2 separate regions of the Rattus norvegicus genome follow, and region 1 is linked to region 2. A link is a contact called in public Hi-C data. All regions are on one chromosome and are shown on one strand. Each heading gives the region's core, a stretch centred on a gene start, on an enhancer-like site or on the middle of the called end of the contact. The rest is flanking DNA. Distances are from core to core; before and after follow the strand shown.

Region 1 (3,205 bases), core at 242-2,741, 75 kb before region 2:
GGAAGCTATACGGATGGAGCTAAACAGCGGCTAAGAGGACATCAAGCTTTTCAGTCCCGTTTCTTTCTGGATTTTACAGATCCACCGTGACGACTCCATACACAGTTATCCAGTTTTTGCTTTGTTTTGGGTAAAGATGGACGGTGATCCTAAAGGGGAGGCTTGGACTCAGTCTGGTTCTCAATAAATTAAGACAACCAAGTATTTTTAGCAGCATGTATAGGTGCTAGGTTTTTGGTGCACCCTTCAAACAAAGCATTCAACAGAGCATCGCAAGTCCAGATAAGCAACCTACAATGTCAGGTGGCAAGCCTAATTTTACATTTACCTGTTGGCTTCTGAGTAAGCAGATTATTAAGAGCCGGTGATGGGAAGGGCAACTTCCCTCCCGCTGGGATGGGAGAAGAAACTGTAAAGCTTAGCCCCCCTCCCCCTTTAATATTTATGCTATGGAAATGTGAGTTCTCGGTGCGCGCGCTCTTTATGCAAAAGTTTCCCGATCGAAATGAGATAATTCTGGGAAGAAGAATGAAAGCTATAAAGGAAAACCCAAACACCAGACTTCTGCATAGATTTATAATGTTTGAATAAAGTACAGGTCATACATATTAATAACTCACTGGGATGCTATAAGAACCAAATTTCCAAGGGGAGATAGAGCCGGGCAGCCGCCCCCAACCTCAGATTAATCCTTTTCTCTGCTCTGTGCTACCCATCCCTCAAACCTCGCCGACGGGCGATTGCTCATTTTATTTTATTTTGGAGTGAAAATAAGGGTGGGAGGATGGCGCACAGAATCCACCTCACTGAGACTCCTGGGTCCAGTGCAAAATTAATGTGGCCTGCCATTCTGGAGAGAATTAAGGTTACCCTGAGCAGGAAAGAGAATAATACTCTTGTAAGAATTGATCCTTAACCGGCAAGCCAGAGCTGATGATTTAATTAAGGAAGCTTTAGTGGGAAGAGAGTTTTTATTGGGAGTGGTAGCAACTTCTGCCATTGGCGCTTGGATTTCAGCAGGACACTGGATAAAGAGGGCACTGTAGAGTGCCCACCCTGCAAGCAGCCTGAAGCACATGCAGCTGCTAGCACAAGTGTTTTTTCTGAGACAGTGGTGGCACTTTCTAACATTGCTGTTTTTCTTCAGCCCCTGATTTTTCAGTTTCTAAGGGTAATAAAATCGCATAAATAGCATGCGCTGTAACGGGAAGGCTCGAGAGAAGGTAAAAGCAATGCTAGAAAACGATTCTGTGGAGTAAGGGAATCAGAAGCACTGAGGCCAAGAGTCAAGAGCTACCAGACGGCCTGCACACACTGCCGTGGGACACACCTCTGGCAGGGCTGTGGTGAAGGAAGAGTGTGGTGGGAGCAGGAAGCCACTCTCAGAGGCATGCTCATGCAAGTTGGGCAATTAGGAGCATGATGTGTGTTGTGCAGGCCTTAGAATGTTGTTGCTATTCTGGACTATTCCTGCACTTGAAGCACACATGAAAGACAGATTAACAAGGCCCGGCACTATTCCTGCTGATATAGTGAGACTACTGCAGACGGTGGTTAGATTATGCACCCACAGACTCATCTGGGTTCCTCAGGTCAGAACAAGCTAAAAATGCTTTCCTGAGCAGCTCGGTGTCCTGAGGCAGGTCCTGCCGGAGCGGACCTTGACTCACATCACACTGTGGCCATCTATCTCCTCTGTCAGTGCTGCTGGACGCACTGGAAACTCTGAGTAGACTGCTGTTGCAAGAGAGGGTGAATTCTCACCATTCCCTTTCAGATTTTTGGTTCAGTAGGGTTGAGTCTGAGACGTTGGGCAATCAAAGTACTCCCCCCACCCCGCCCCTTTAGCTCTTCAAAACAAACAAACAAGAAATAAAAGGTGAAACTTCTGCGAAGTAAATCCTCCTCAGGAAAACAATCGTCCTCTGTGTCTTTTAAATCAGATTTCAGGGACTCCGCTAGAGAAGGAGCCACCGAAATGAACAGCCACAGGAACAGTGATGATATTTACACGCCGCCAACAGACTCATCTCACTCTGAGAATCCAATAGCCGTTTCCAAGTTCCGCCCTGGGTTACCTATGTTATGAGATTGTCTGACAGATTTTCTTTTTTGCTGAGCTGACCTTTCATCTATAATCTGCCAACCTTTCTGTTTTATATGAAAAGTGTAAGCAGGGCGGCTGACAAATCTCCTGTTACTTGATGGCATTTTCTTTCTTGCTTTTTTTTCTTTCTACAAGACTAGATTAATTTGGAAGGCTCCGCAGTCAGACCTCAAGCTTCTTAGTATTCAAATAGCATCACTTTCAAATTGTCAGACAAAGAGGTGCCTGCCTTTATCCATTTTACTCAGATCAGGCCATCTCGGCCAACCCGCTTGAATAAAAAGGGAGGCCATATTCTGCTTTCCTAACGCGGGAGAAATCCCTGCTCCGTGGGACCCGAAGAACTAATTAGTGGAATTACACAGCGTGTTCTGGGAACGACAGACAGGATTATTCTAGGAGGAATTCTCGGCCCAATGCTAAGTACTGTGTGTATTATAAATGCATAGTTGGAAAGTTAATGTCAGTGTGTTCTATATAGCATTTTCATGTATATATGTAATAAAATATACATAATATACACAAGTATGCAATATGTTAATAGATGATGTATATGTGTACGCAGGTAAGAAAATACATATGTTACTGTCAGAACACTTTTGAATTAACAACAGTAGAGGTCAACTGGAGGTATAGCAACAATGCTACATAAGTAACGAATGAATGAATGAATGAATGAATGAATGAATGAATGAATGAATGAATGAAATACAGGATCCCAGCATCAGTCGGGAGTACAGCTTCAGATAATCAATAGTGGATTGATAAGCAAGCAGAGACACCATGCTGTGTTCCCCCCGTTACTGAGATCCACGCCTAAGTGTGTTAGCTCAGGCCTGCAATGCCAGCATCCAGTCCAACATGGGCTACAGAGTGTAACTCTGTCCTCTGAAAGGAACAGAGAGTGATGACAGGAAGGACGACTGCCCCCGCCAGCTGGAGCTCGATCCTCCGAAGCAGCCACTGTAAAATTTGGCTATTTTCTCTTCAATTCTCAGAATGGCCAACCACATGGACAGTGGAGGGAAAAGAAAGGGGCTCTTGGCTCCTTAGTCTTCGCTCTCCCGTCCTCTATTTCTAATAACTTATATTTCTTAC
Region 2 (3,030 bases), core at 391-2,890:
CAACTTCAGGAATTCTACCCTCAGGAAAGAATCACCTTCCAAGGCTTCCACCCCTTCATGTTATATTTTGGAGGCTAGAATTTCACTGTACAAATCTTGAAGAGACACAAATATTTAAATGTCATACGTAACAGTGATCCAAGCAGGACTAATATACAAACACTTGAGTAAGTTTTAAGAATAGAATGCGTCAAATACGAGGTGGTTAAGTGGGGATTTTTGTAATTATAAAATCAAATACTGGGTGGGAGGATGGCTCGGGAGATAAAGTGCCTGCTGCTCTTCAAGCATGTGGATCTGAGTTCTGAGCCACGGTGCCCGTGTAAGCCAGGCACAGCAGCACGGTTGGAAGCCTAGCGCTGAGGCATGGAGGCAAATCCTCAGAGAGTTGGTGGCCAGCCAGAGCCAGTCAGTAAACTATAGGTACAGGGAGAAATTTTGCCTAAATAAATGAATAAATAAAATAAAGTAGATATGACCTGGAGTCTTTAAATAAATGCAGATGCTTACCTATACTCCCAATCATGCACGAACACACACACACACACACACACACACACACACACACACACACACAATATGGTTTGATGGATTCATAGTATCTCTAAATGTTAGAGCAAATACAATCGAAACAAAATGGGGATTTTTCCCCCCAAAGCTCAAGACTTATACAGAGCTGTTAAACGCCCTTGTTCACAGCCAAAGGCACTATCTTTCAGACAATTACGAAAGCATGCTAGGCTGCTTAGCTAGTGAAGCTAATTTTTCTTGATTTCAGCTATATGTCTTTGTTCAAAACACATTTTAAAACTATGTGCACGGCTGTAAAGGGGTTGAATCCTGGGACCGAGACACAGATCCCTAAAACCAAGTAAGAGTAAAGCTCTCGCTAAGCCAATCCGTGTCAATGCCAAAATAGCCCACGGCAAGATGGGAAAAGGCATCTGAGTCATCCAAGAATTACTAAATCTTTGAGCTGGAAAGTTTCATATGCTGTCTGTATAAGAAATAAATCGGTTTGAGCAGAGTCCGTGTGATGAACTAGAGTCTTGCTCTCTTTTAAGGAAGCCAAGCCTGGAACATTGATAACACTTGCTCGTGCCGAGATTTCTAAGCTCAGCACTAAAACTCTGTTTACTTTCTTGAGCACTCATGCTAACTTGCTTCTCCATTTTCAATACATTTCTTACATTTATTAATTTCTCTAATGGGGGTGGGGTGGGATGGGATGGGGCGCATGCAGGCCACAGAGAGCTTATGGAGGTCAGAGGACAACTTGAGGCATCGCTCTCTCCTCTCAACACGTATTGCTGGATGCCAAACTTAAGTGGTCAGGTTTGGTCACAAGCGCCTTTATCCTGTGAGCCATCTTGCCTGCCTTAGCTGTCCATTTCCTTTTTTAAAACATGTAAGACTAAATGGGACAAAACCTTAAACATATATTAGACTAGTTTGTATTTCTGATTTACAGTAAGAGGGGAAAACCGGAAAACACTGCAAAAACGCATGTTCTTATACGCATATGCCTCTCACCCCCTTCGCTGTAAAATACAGAAACTAAAGGGGGAAAAACTCCAAAGCCAAACAATAAAAGCATGTGAACCCAAATACTGCAAGGTCTCACGAATCCAACCACTTGCTCTAGGCAGTGCTGCCACACAGACACAGACTGAAAGTTTTCTTTTTACATTCAACAAGCGAGACAGACAGACTGACACGATGGTCTGCCAAGCATCTATACTAGTGCGGTATAGCCTACCCATACCAGGAGGCCATGAAAGTCACAAAGGTAAAACAGCATGGGAAGCGGGAGCTAAGAAAATCCCGAGAGGAGAGGACACATGCTCACACACAGATCTTCCAGAGTGCAGTAAACTTTGCCCCTTTCGATTTACAATGGCCCAGAGTGTATGAAGCTATGGGCAGTGTTAGCTCTGCTTTACATCTTAAAAGCAAACCTTCGTAAGTTCTAAAACTCTCAGAATTAAAGCTGAAGTCATCTCCTACATATTTATTTCATCCTCTATTACAGGGTCTCAGACAAAGAAGATGAAAGAAAGTCTGAATGTAAAGGAGGAGGAGGAAGAGGAGGAGGAAGAGGAGGAGGAGGAGGAGGAGGAGGAGGAGGAGGAGGAGGAGGAGGAGAGAGAGAGAGAGAGAGAGAGAGAGAGAGAGAGAGAGAGAGAGAGAGAGAGAGAGAAACTGATTGAGACTATCTGTGATGACCTGTGAGCATCCAGGTATCAGGACCTGACAGTCAGTCAGAGATACATGACAAGCCTGTCACCAAACAAAGACAGACTAACAAACCCAGGGCTTAGGAGATGGCTCAGAGGAAAAGACTTCTCTCACAAGCGTGATCTCTAGAATCCATATAAGAATGACAGGCACGGGGACTCGTGCTTGTAATCCCAGCACTGGGGAGGCAGAGACTGAAGGATTTGTAGGGCTGGTTGGCCAACCAGGTGAGCTAATTGGTGAACAGCAGATCAATGAGGCAGACACTGTTCCTAAGAAAGCACCATATTTCTTACTGGCTTATACTTCCTCCCTCTACCCCCTACACATATACACACAAATTAAAAAAAAAATCCAAATCTAACCTCAGATATGATCTGTTTTTTTTTTTAAATTATTTTCCCTCCTTGATAGCCCAGTAGCCAAAGAAAGGCAAAATATTTCCACCCAGTTACACAATCGTACACCCAAGGTTCTGAAGAATAAATCCTGGTGGACAAAACACCCAATAGATTGTCTCTTTATTGACTGAATACAAATAAAGAGACCTGCGGATCAGGGGGAAAGTTAGCTCAAAAAAGCAATCCAATTGTCACAGATCACAAGACGGGACCCTGGGGGTGTGTATAGAAAAACAACTTATCTTAAAAAAAAAAAAAAGAGAGAGAGAGAAAAAGAAAGAAAGCCACTGTTTTTTTGTTTGAGTGTAAACTAAAAAGTATCTACAAGGCAAACTTCAGACTGAAAATCCTTTTGTAAATTATGGTCATGCTAGCATGCAGGCCAGTGATA

What was found. A called contact is a pair of places that touch in the nucleus more often than the background predicts.
Region 1: a Hi-C map of frontal cortex shows a contact between it and region 2, with 2.1 times the contacts expected there. The contact joins two enhancer-like sites. A contact is called at or near these places in 2 of 12 Hi-C or Micro-C datasets (frontal cortex and prefrontal cortex).

What each region holds. Positions count from the first base shown.
Region 1 is chr3:113,723,492-113,726,696 of GRCr8, reverse strand. All of the region lies in intron 3 of Mpped2 (metallophosphoesterase domain containing 2), which reads right to left. Among named protein-coding and RNA genes, the nearest start is that of Mpped2, 89 kb to the right of the region's middle. Within about 2 kb of position 1,491, at least 13 of the 93 cell types and tissues checked have an H3K27ac peak or open chromatin away from gene starts, as enhancers often do.
Region 2 is chr3:113,648,776-113,651,805 of GRCr8, reverse strand. All of the region lies in intron 2 of Mpped2 (metallophosphoesterase domain containing 2), which reads right to left. Among named protein-coding and RNA genes, the nearest start is that of Mpped2, 15 kb to the right of the region's middle. Within about 2 kb of position 1,640, at least 3 of the 93 cell types and tissues checked have an H3K27ac peak or open chromatin away from gene starts, as enhancers often do.